2 separate regions of the Oryzias latipes genome follow, and region 2 is linked to region 1. A link is a contact called in public Hi-C data. All regions are on one chromosome and are shown on one strand. The core of a region is the stretch at or near the end of the contact, and the rest is flanking DNA. Distances in the headings are between cores, read along the strand shown.

Region 1 (6,176 bases), core at 2,055-4,554:
TAAATATATAGGTAATATAAGAAGTAGTAGACTTCTGCAGACTTTATTACATTCTGCCAAAAGGGAGTTTTGCTCAAAAGCAGTCCTTCAAAGCAGCACTTTGTTCCCTTCTTGAAAATGCCCTTATCGTGAAGCCACAGTCTGTCCTTGGTTTAAATAACACGAACAAGGGGTTGGACCAAGTCCATTATTTAATCACACATTTGTTTTGGAAATTTTAATCAAGAAAAATAGAACAAAATGAACATTTTCTGAGCTTTTGCTATGCCCGAACAAAAGGCTTTGCACTTTTCATGTAGAGAAATTGAGACGGGGGGGGGGTAGGGAGAGGTAAAAGCACGGCCTTGTTGAAGTCTGCCCATTTGTCTCTTCCACACAAATTGACTCACCTTCTAACCCTGAGTCTAATAAAGAAGCTAAGGTGAAATTTTTGTAGGAAAAGTCACAGTTTGGAGTAAACCCAGGTAAAATCCAGTCCAGACAGGAAAGCATGCTTAGACACATCCCTGCCATTAAGTAATTGAATGACTCCCCAGGAATGGTCACAACCCCTGATGCTATATGCATATATATATATATATATATATATATATATATATATATATATATATACACACACTGTCTTCAAAAACATCACAAGGTACATCAATATTTTTGTGGCAGATCTCTATGGCAACAAGCTGCTAACAGTATGCTAGATGTTAACTGCACCCACACTAATTACCCCACACGACCTGCACGCAGGTCTGCAGTCTCTGAAACTTGAGGAAGCTTGATTCAGTGTTGGCTGAACCTGCATGAGTCAATCAGGCACATAACTGCCCCAAGCTGGGTCATTAGAAAAGGGCTAAAGGGGTCCTGACCTCTCAGATCATCAAGACAACAAAGTCACCTACAAACACACCCATTGCACTAAACAATTAAGCAGTCACTCACCATTAAAATGATAAATAAGTCAAATCTTCCATCAACAAATAAGTCTTTAAAAATCATTATTAAAGAAATATTTCTTCCTAAGACCTGCAAAAAAGGAAAAAAAAAACGGAAAAAAAGATTAGCCCTGCCTCATGTAATAACATTTCATTACGTTTTTCTAGTAGTTTGCATGAGTCACCTTCTGGGATGAATGGTTAAAGAAGCTCCGCCCACTCAAATGAATAATAATGGATTCTAATGTTTTGGAGAACTTTGCAAGCCAAAATCCACCTCAAAGTTGTGAGTTTTCACAGTAATCTATGGATAATTAGAAATGTAGCAGGGTGTAAGTTAAGAAGATGTAATTATTGGCTATATTTTAACCAATAGCTAAAAAAATTGTGTTGCAACATGTTTTCTTTTTGATTATTAATGATTTTAGTATGAAAATATTTAGACTATGCATTTCTTTCTGAAAGGGCAGAAAACAGAAGAAAGCCTCAGACCTTACCCTCACTTCCAGAGGGTTTGGGGTCCAGGGAGCCATCCTCTCTCTTTGAATTTGAGTCTTTGTGTGAGTTTGAAGCCTCCAGACCGGCGTTTTCATCCTCAGCTGGCCCTGGAGAGACGGGAGTGGACCTACTGTCTTCATCCATGGCTTGTGGCCTGGCTTTTCTGAGGAGTTAAATCAGCCTGAAATAAAAAAGAAATTCATTCATGGACCACATCAAACATTTGCCATTGTCTTTGTTGATTTGGGCACATTGAATCTGGAAAAAAAGCCTTTATGAGGAGCAATTACTGCAGTTACAGTCCAATTTCATCAGACTTCTTAAAAATATTTGTTTAAAGTAAGTAGGATTTCTGAAAATGTGTCTATATTCCTTATGTTAAACACTTTATTGTTCAGGTAACTGAGAATTATTTGACTTTGTATTTTTGAATTCTGTTGACATTTATCTTTCTATCTAAAATCTGAATTACTTTGCACGTAAATGATGATCAAAAAGTGTGAATTTAAAAGTCTGCCAGATTTAGATTGAGTTTTTTAATGTATTTATTTAAATTGGTTTAACACGGCATAATTACAGAGGTGAGCCTAATTAATTATTACGTAATTGGACTTTTGATCAACTCTGCAAACCAAAGAGGCAGACAACGGTTCAACTCCTGTCTGGTGTCAGGTTTGTACCCCCTACACTGCGTCCCACGCCTCTAAAACGGTTGGGCACGCTTAGGTAAGCTCGCAAACCTGCGTCACGACGCTGCCAGAGCAGCTCAGCTGGACAGCTGTTTGCGCGCTCCCGCGGCCGCGCGCGTTTCACCCTTTATCCGTTTTGACAGCGAAGTCCAGAGAAAAGGCTGGATATTACTTTTTTTTTACCGAAGTTAAAACACAAGAGGTGTTAAAAAAAACGGAACACTTTAGACGGAGGAAGTTACCACTTTTAAAAAGTTTGGGGAAATAAAAAAAAAGCTGCCGAAAGCTCAGTTTTTCAGCTTTAGACGAATTAAAATCCGAGTAATTGTCTACGAAACTCTCATCACAGCAGCTTCACATTCATCTGACCTTTATACGTGACGGCGTTCCTTTACGAGTCTCTGCGTGTTCAGGATTAACTCCGTTTGACTCCCTTCTTGACTTTTACTATAAAAATATCAGAAACTATCAAGTTAAAGAAAATCAGTCTCTTACCGCCTCTCTGGCTGCAACTCGGAGCCAAGTTTGGACTAATTCATCCTTTATCTCCTCAGGTGGAGCTGAAGTCCTCCACTCTTCTCCTCACAACAATCCCTTCTTCACTCCGAGTCTTTCTTCGGCTCATGCAGGTGACAGAAACTCCAGTTCCAGAGCATTTTCTCCAGCAAAGAGCGCCTTCTCCCCGCCTCCGGATCGTCCCGTCCTCCAGCAGACCAGATGTTGTTGGAGGAGTTCAAACTCTGCACGCAGCTCCCCACAAACCTCCCTGTTTACTCACGTTTGTCCTGCAAGCTAAGTTCAGATGATTAACTTTTATCAAGCGTAAACTGTCGGTTGCATATCTTCTGGGTGCAGGCCTGCCTCCTCCCCGACACCCATGTACTTGACTCTGCTGCTGCTGCTGCTGTTGCAGCTGCTGCTGCTGCTCCACAGGAAGCCAGAGGCTGCAGTGATTGTGCTTCCTCCCAGCGTTAGAGTAGTTGGGCTGAACTCTTCTGTCAAATAATTACACCTTAACCTGAAACAGACAAGCACCAACCTAAGCAAGCTTAGATTAGGAGCTATTATACTCGAATCTATGTGATTTGCTTAAAACAATTACAACATTCTGAAAGGAGTTGATTGTTTTACGCTTTTCTTATCGCCTCACAGTATAGTTTTTTTTAAACTAATTGTTTATGAATAGAATGCATGTATAATTAGCTTTAGTAAAAGTTATTTTTCTTTGTTTGCTGCAGGAAAAACAATCAGTTGCTTTTATTTTTGCACTAAAAAGTTGAAGTATTTCTGCTGTGAAACCCTGCTATCACATTAGTTTGTGATTCAAAGACCCCCTCTTGTCTTTGGATCTACTGTAAAATCATTCCCAGTCTTCTTTTTATTATAATTATGCTCTTTCAGCCAAAAACCTGTGTTGTTTTCCAGGACATAGTTTCTGCAGAGCAGCAGTAGTGTATTAGAAATTCGCCTCCGAGTTGTGGGCGGGATTGTTGGTGCAGAGTAAGCCTGTTGCAGGGACACACACTAACACACACATGCACACCTAGGAGAAAATTAGAGACACCCGTTAACCTGTGAAGCATGTTTGCAAACTGAGAGGAAGCTGAAGTGCCCGGAGAAAAGCCATGCACGCGTCTAGAAACCCAGCCAGGGTTCAAACCTTGCTCAACCTTGTTCAAACCAGGGCTCAGCTTGCAGCTATTCATCCATTTTCTGGATCCGTTTTATCGGTTTCGGGGTCATGGGGCTCAGGAGCCTAACCCAGCCACTGCTACACAGGTCACCAGTCTGTCGCAGGGCCCTTGCAGCCCAACAAACACTAAACCTGAGAGTACCAATTCTCACGATTGGAAAAAAAAAGAAAATAGCCATAAAAAACATGCAATAAAGCGTTTTTTTTTTAAAATTTATTTATTTATTTATTTGCTTTTTTCATCAAGTTTCAGTAAACTTCATGTTTTCCGTTCATCTTTATGGCTCACACAACATTTTAGCATTTACTACTACTTGCTTCTTGTGTTGCTAACTCTTCTTTAAAGTAGCCTATCTAACAAAAACCTGCAGTGATGAACAAATGGTGTGTTAGGGCCCAAAATGCAGCAGACTTGTCTTTGTGAGACAACAAAAAAGGGATAAAGCAGATGAGCACGACAAACTGACGCTGATATAGTCTGAGGACAATGAACAGAAATAAAAGCAGCTGTGGATGATTTAAAAAAACAAACAAACCCTGAAGTGACTTACAGAACGACTACAAACATCACCAAAATATCACTAAAAGACCATCTAAACTGCTTCAATCCTCATACCTGGTTTACATGCATCAGATAAAATAATCAAACATTAAATCTTTTTGCTTAATAAGATCAAACACATTTGCATAAATTGAACAATAGAACCTTATACCTCATTTCTGGTTTCATTGTTCGTTTCAGGCGGATGTGGATGACTGAGAAATTCAATTGGACATGACACAGACCCTCCAGATCTACAGACAATAATTTTAATTCTGCTGATCCATTTCCTAATCATTTTATTTACTCTAATTTAGAGCCACAGAGCCCTTTGGAAGGCTTCATTCAGTTAGTAGAAGTTATGTACCGCAGGTTTAACAGTTAATTATTTCAAAAACAGCAGGAGGAGAGCATTTCTTACTGTTTGACTCCCATCTAATGAACTTGAGCTTATTGTATGGCGCAGATGTTGATAGAAAAATTGTGACCAAGTTGTTAGAAGCAAAACCAATACCTTTCCCTTCACCCCACATAATCCTGATGTGTAAAACAAATGATTCATAGCGCTTGCCTAATTAAAAAAAAAAAAGTCTATTGTTTGAGGGCCTTATTGTTTAAAAAACAGATTTTTTTTTTTTTTTTTTTTGCTTCTTTCAGGGTTTAACTTCCTGCCATAAAATGTCCCTGCTGGTATTAACAAATCCAAAGATATATGGTTGAGTTCGGATCGAAAAAATTGTGGTCCTAAGTTTTGATTCATTACAGCTCCTGATGGAAATCTGAAAGGGCATCTAAACTGAAGTAAAAAAAAAAATAGTCGGAGCCACAAACCCTTAGCAGATACTTTCAAACCTGATGGGAAAATTTGGTTGGCTTCTGGCATATGACTTAAAAACTAAACAAAAATAATCTCACTTTGATACGTTGCCCATTTCCTGTTGAAACAAAAGGGTGGCTTCCAGCAGAGTTCTGCGCTTCATATCTGTTAAAATAGTTTCACAATTGCCTTGCCAACAATGCGGGTTACTGGGAGAAGTGTGTGTGTGTTGTGCTCTGTTCCAGGGCGGCGCCCCCATCCTGAGGGCAGGACTAGACACACCTGCATTCAGCCATTCCTTATCTCCTGGAGTTTATTTGACGCATCACCAGACCATTCATCTAACTAGCAGAGACACTCAGGCCAGTCACTTTAGCCTGTTGCTGTCAGGGAATTAAGACAACAGACTATAAGTGTCATCATGGTTGCAAAGCTTGAACCTTTGTTGCTGGACCACATACCTAATAACAACTGTCCACATACCTAATAACAACTGTATGGATTTTCTCAGTATATGATTTTGCAGTAACATAAGATTTTTTTTTTTTTTACCTTTTTGGAACTAAAAGTTATCTTTTATCTGGCAAAATCCTCAAGATCTAGAGAATATGTTGTAAAAATTGAGCCAATTCTATATTATCATTTTATTGTTTTTTAAACTTGAATTGGCCTGACTTTAAAGTTAAACAGATCAGGCCGTTCACCTGACAATCCTGAAGCCTTTATCCCCACAGTCAAATATATCAAATATAAAAATTGTAAAAGAGTGAGAAATGTCAACATTTTTTCTTGTTTTGGCCTTTTTACAGAAAAAGTAGCTGAAGGCGATGCAAGCGCTAACTTGTAAATTCTTTAAAGACATTTACTTTTTCTTTTTGCCTACATAAGCATTGAACCGAATGTTATTAAGGAAAAGTCATATTTGCATGCATTAATACATTTCCAGTGATGTTTCTGGAATTAATAACTCTGCTTTGTTTTGATACTGTTTTTTGTTTTTAATTCAGTC
Region 2 (6,176 bases), core at 1,949-4,448, 43 kb before region 1:
CAGGGCTGGAAGTGGGGATGAGGTGAAGCGCAGATTACGTGTGGGCTAAAGAAGGCAGCGCTGAGGGCTTCTGGATAAGGGAGACATGAAAGAGATGCAGACGTGAGGGAAGACAGATTGAAAGAGTGGTGCGCATTAGTGCTCATGAAGAAATATAGTAAGATGGAGGTGACAAGATGACAGACATCAGAGTGGAGAGGAGAGTGGGAGGAAAGGTCTCAAGCATCACTAGTTTCAATCTTCTCACCATTCCCACCCATATCTCTGGCCTCATTGCAGGTGACAGCAGTGCACCTAAATTACCTCCCGCTGGCACTCAAATTAAACAGGCCATATAGTGAGAGTGCACGACAATGAGAAGAAAGAGAAGTGTGTGTGTGAGGATGCTTATGAAAAGAGGGTCCGTGGTCACATTAATGCAATTTCTGTCTCGATCCCTCCATTCCCTCTGCCCAGCCCTGGATAATGAGCTAGCGAACCCTTTCCCTCCCCCCCCCCCCCCCCCCCCCTCCCCTCCCCCCCCCACTGGGCCTACCTGCTACGCACAAAGGATCCTGAGCGCTATTTTTGGAGCCCCTCTTCTCATTTATTTCCCTGATTTGGTGATGATAATAATCATTGTGGCTTGAGGTGCCATATTCAAATTAACTGCCATTCCTCCAGTGCTATCGGCCTGGCATCACCCAGCCTGCAGAGGTGTCCCTGCACCTCCCCTGCCCGTGCCCCTCCCTCGCTCCTCCTGGAAGCAATACAAAGAGCAGTGAAGCGGCACAGACTGATATGTTTCCTTGTTGAGCTTATTCAAATCAGGTGTTTGAAAACTAACCTTGTTTGCATTGTAATGTGGCGTGGCAGAGCATCTACAATTGACAATTTACTGATACGAGCCTGTAAGAGGGCCGTGTGCTGCAGCGCTGTGAATATGAAATGAATTAGATTCCCGCCTGTAGTTATTCAGATCACACTGTAACACGATAGCTTACATGAGTGGGTTTGAATGGAGGTCTAACTAAATAAATTTGATTTGGAAATTGTGTGTTTGGCAGATTGTGCCACTCACAGGCTGCTGCCATGGATGAAGCAAGCAGTTTATTGCATATAATAGGATGCAAGTGTCTTTACAGGTACATGAATTCTATTAGAAGGCAGAGGAGGGGGAGACGGGTGGGTAAAAAAAAAAAAAAAAAGGCGGTGAAGCAGGTGAAGGCGCAGCTCACTTCCATCAGACTTGTATGTGTGACTCTGTGTGTGTTTGTGTGTGTTCTGTGGGCCACTGTGCTGTCACTGTCACTTTGCACTTTTTTTTTCCTAAGAACAAAGAAAATAAAGCGATTCTGTGAAGCAAAAACACCAGGGGATACCTGTCACTGTGGGGCGCTTTTCTTAGCTCAAAAACAGACATGCGTATTTGTGCGCACATGCACGTTGTCAAGTCAGTTTATGTCACCTGAGGCTGGTTGAAACCTGATGTAAAAAAAAAAAAAAAAAAACCTTTTCTTTTTAATCAAAATATTTTTGGTGTGCTGCACACAGAAAAGTGAAGTTTTCAGGAAAGAAAAGCAGAGATGGCTTCACTCCGGCTCCTTCCCGTGTGCTGCAGCTGCTCTGAATCGCATCAGCTGGTCAGGTCTAATGGTTGACTTTTTTCTGGTCTAGCTGAGCTCTTAATTACACCACTGAGCTCGTTATGGAGTAATTAAAATGGTAAAACAGAGGGCAGAGAGCGAGTGAAGAAGCATAAGGAGATGGGGCGGGTGAGGTAGACTGCTCAATCCCAACCCCCCCCCTCCCCATGTATTAAACCATTCCCCTATGGCTATTTGGGTCACGCCATGAACTGCAGCCATTATCCTGCCTTTCAGGAACTCATTTTATCAAGTTCTCCACATCAGGTGGCAGGGCAGATTTATTTGGGGAATTGTGTTGATAGGGAAGTTCAACACAAAAACAAAATTAGCAGCAATAGGGAGTTTGAGAATAATTAGGAAAAAAAAAGTCATAACAGAAATGTGGTGAGGGTTTGTGAGGGGCATGTTGTTGGGGTACACAGAGAGTGTAAGGACGAACAATGTTTTTGTTGTTCACATTTAGGAGTATACTTTTGGGTCAATTAACAATGAAGATCAATTGATATCTCTTTATGCTTTCTTCTGTGATTTTTCGCCCCCCGGTAATGAGATAAATATTTATGAAGGCAGAAAATCCCCTGCCTCTCCTCCTTGTGTCAAATGCTCGGCATGATCAAAGGCTCAGCCCAAAAACATGCGACACAACCGCACGCATCAAGGCCTTCTTTGGCATTGTTTTTCTACTGTCCCAAAGCTCAAACACAGAAAACTATTCTCAAGCTGCCCCCACCCCTCCCACACCCCCATGCTGTCCATGAGAGAGAGGGAAAGACTGCAGATAGTTGTGGGACCCACACACTGTCGCTTTAAGATAAAATATTCTATCTTTTACATCATAATTATCTCCTTAAGGTAGAAATATTAGCATATCCACCAATCTTATTATCTGAGAAATTGGCTCATTAAGTCGGTCGGCTCCCCTTGTGCCCACCTTGTTCTCCTCTGTCCATACTTCATACTTCGGGGAGGCTGCTGAGCGGCGTTCTGACTGGAAGGAGGCGTGCAGACGCTCTGCAGGGACCGGCCTGAGTCCGTCCAAGCTGATGGGGCTCCACTCTCATGTCTGCGAGGAGTGAAAAGGAGAAGAAAGCATACTTGCTGTTGCAGCTGGAGCCAGATCTTAAAATCCCCCAGGAGGGACTGAAAGTTGGGTGCACTGACTAACCGTCAGTAATGGTTTCAAATTTTTTTAGGCCATTTAAAAGGTGAAAATCTAAAAAAAAATTCTTATGGCGGGAAAAAGTTGCCAGATGTGGTTTGACCTTCCTGAGTTTTGAAGGAAGTGAGGAAGACTACAAACCTACTTGGAAATGAGGCCCAATCCTGAGCAGAAACTGTGTTCAAAGCCCAATTTATGCTCTTAAAGAGCAAGGCATATATTTGCTTAGTAATCACAAAGACAGGATTGTTAAATTACATTTCTGGTGCTATTAAATATTAATGAGATGCTGTAGAATAGCCATGGCTTCTAATCTGCAGGATTTAATCCCCAGAATGAAACCTGACACCCATGGAGGCTAATGAAATCATCCTTTTAATCCAGGGAAATGTCCCCCATAAACCCACAGCTTTAGGAAACCCCAGGAAGCACAGCAGTCTGTGGAGCGGACAACACAATGTGGGATAAGTTCCTGCAGAGGCGGACGACCAGGAGAAGGTAGGAGCTTCTGTAAATACAGGGCATTTGTGAATATTTAGAAAAATCAGAGGCAAACCGATACGGCCGGAATGGAGCTTGTGAAAAGAAGTAAAACAGCTGGTGGTGGTGAAAATGTAAATTAAAGCTGAACCTGTTTCTCTGACATTTCCCTGAAATACAGGAGATGCTTCCACACAATACAGGAGCTGGCTTTCCCTCCCTCCGCTGCTTCGTTCCGTCTCCCTCTCTGTGTGGAATTGAGTTGTTAATTAGAATCGTGGCCCGGCCAAATGAATTCAGACCCTCTTCCTTCTGTAATGGTGCTGCAGACCCCAAGCTGTGGACTTTAATTCTCCTTTCATCAGCCTGATGGAAAAATCACCTCACTGCCATTCAGCTCAGCTACTCATTAACCAAGCCAAGAAAAGGTGATAGGCAGAATGGACAATTTTAATGTTTTTTTCCCCTTTTCTTCAAAAAAAATCTTTGCCTTAATTTTATGACGCATATAAATCATTGTGTTAAATATGTAATTTAAATTAGAACCTTAGCCACACTGTAAACGCACTGAGAGCTAAGACTAGTTTTACAACGAAAAACAAACATCGACGTCCCCCAAAATAATGTCTAATAATAGTAATCAATCAACAGCTGCATGCAGGAGATGTGTGGATGTGTACTGCCTGCATATCTGTGAGTGTCTAAATAGTTATCAGGGTGCCGGAGCTCTGGTTGTGTGCATTAACAGGCCATGTGTGAGGCACGGGGGTCGAGTTGTGATATGCTTAACAGCCAATTTACAAAGGTCAGGTGAGTGGGATCAAACGGGTGGGAAGATCACAGCTCACAGTCCTAAATGAGAAACAATCATCCCTCCAAAGGTCACCCAGACACAACCAAGGATTAGAATAATGGAGCAGGCCTTCTGCTGTTCCTTCCTCCTCACCTCTGGCTCCTCATCCTCCTCACCACCGGGGGTTCGGGTAAAATAGAACACAACCCGTTTTCCCATTTTTTTGAAGATTTATTCAGTTTCTTGGTTTTTGCATTGCTGTGGGTTCTCTACTCCCTGTGCAGGTTTAGAGGTGACCATAAACGCCAAAAAATTACTCATTTTCATAAACCGACAGATCACAGATTAGACATGTTTGTGCTTTTTAAATATGTTTGTGATCAAATATTGCAAACTTAGAAATTTTCAACTTTGAAATTAGTTTATGGCGCAATGATGTTAAATTGTAAATTGAACAAAAAAAATAATTAAAAACTGCTGACTTAATTGAATAAATAGATTTTTAGATTAAAAAACTCTAATTGCATGATTACGTTTTTGATTTATAGTGAATTATTTCTTATAAAACTGAGACAGAAAACATAAAGGAATCAAACTAAATGTTCTCCATAAGAAAATTTTTTTTATGTAAATTAAACATTTTAAATTCTAAAAGCATAATGTTTTAAGTAAAAAACGCCCCTTTAGATGAAACACAGAACACTGTATCCACCCCGCAGAACTGAAGAGAATGTCTGTGAAGGAACAACAGGGGGCAGTGTTGGGTCATACTAAACACCCATCCGTCTGTCCACCTCTGTCTTCCTCTCCCTCTCCCTGGCCGGAGTCCACTCTCGCCACCTTTCAGGATTAATTACACTTTTTCAATTAATGTTCTAATGAGAGCTGCTGGTGCAGGAGAGTGATAAGGCAGTTAGAGAGTGAATGAGACACACAAACGCACACACTCAACAGAGACAGGCATAGAGATACACTGACTAAAGTGATTGATTGGACGTACAAAAGCTGATGCAGTTGATAAAGTACAGTTAGTGGCAGAGATCCGGCTCACCGAAAAAGCGGGTGACGGAGGTCAAAAAGATTACAGATGTGTAATTATCAAAGGAGAGGTGTTCTGAAATTAAAAATTTAATTAAAAAACACACAAAACTGTGAGTTGTTAGGAGGACGCTCATTTTAGTGACATAAACCTTCACAGCTGCAAACTGGGTTTCCATGGTAATGAGCTCAACTGGTGCTGGAGGGTACCGACACACACAAACACACTGAACATGAACTTTTCCGGCACGCACCAGGGGACCTGTCAAGTCTAAATTAGTGCTGTTGATGTGTCACAAGATGCACCCCAAGGTCATTAATTGGTCAGTGATTGGAGGCTGGCATGCCATTTATATCAGCATAATTTGCATGAGGCAGTCGACTACTTTACCCTCAGAAAAGGGATTTTTTTTTGAACCTATATGGTGAAAGCGTCTAACGAAGGCTTTTCATTTTGTCACAGTAGGTTTCTGAGTGGCTGCAGTCATTTTAATGCTTGTTGTCCATCCCGAAGAGAACAAAGTAACATAGACAATCTTATAAATATCGTTTAATGTTGCTGTTCAAGGCCGCATGTATTGAAAACGATGGTGTCATCTTGAAAACGCCAGTAACGTCAGGGAGGCTTTATTTCTTCGTTGCATTACGATGTGGACGGTGTGACTTATTGTGTACACAACTATTTTTTGCAACACAATACCTTTGCAGTATTACTGTAAATCAGGATAGAGTGAGAATAAGTATATTTTTGTACATTTTTTGAGCGGACAAAAATGAGAAATGATCAATGGAGATCTAATGAATCTCAAAGGGCTCTATTGTTAAAGAGCCTGAACCAGATTGAAGGTTAAAGGGGAGAAGGAAAAAGAAAAATCTCTGACTTTTTCAATGACATCTCTTTGAAAGCGCAGAGGCTGATTGTTCTGGGTGGATAAAGGGAAAGACAGAGTGTGTGTGTGTGTGTGTGTGTGTGAGGAAAAAAAAAGGGAAAGGAAAAAGGAGAGTAAGTGGAGTGTGGGGGGCTGGAAATACTGCTTTAATTTAAAGAAACACTGAAGTTACAAATCAGAACAAACCA

What was found. Hi-C and Micro-C count contacts between places; a contact is called where the count stands out from the background.
Region 2: a contact with region 1 is called in a Hi-C map of embryo, with 2.3 times the contacts expected there. The contact joins the enhancer-like site here to the promoter of LOC101168779 in region 1. A contact is called at or near these places in 5 of 5 Hi-C or Micro-C datasets (embryo, fibroblasts and gastrula embryo).

Annotation. Positions count from the first base shown.
Region 1 is chr5:28,385,732-28,391,907 of ASM223467v1, reverse strand. It overlaps LOC101168779 (myoD family inhibitor domain-containing protein), which reads right to left and starts at 3,304. Exons shown (of 5, transcript XM_004069268.4): 1 at 2,612-3,304; 2 at 1,427-1,608. The coding sequence starts at 1,571.
Region 2 is chr5:28,428,138-28,434,313 of ASM223467v1, reverse strand. No RefSeq gene overlaps it. Among protein-coding and RNA genes, the nearest start is that of LOC101168779, 43 kb to the right of the region's middle. Within about 2 kb of position 3,198, at least 2 of the 8 cell types and tissues checked have an H3K27ac peak or open chromatin away from gene starts, as enhancers often do. A contact at or near this core is called in embryo and gastrula embryo, where this site is marked.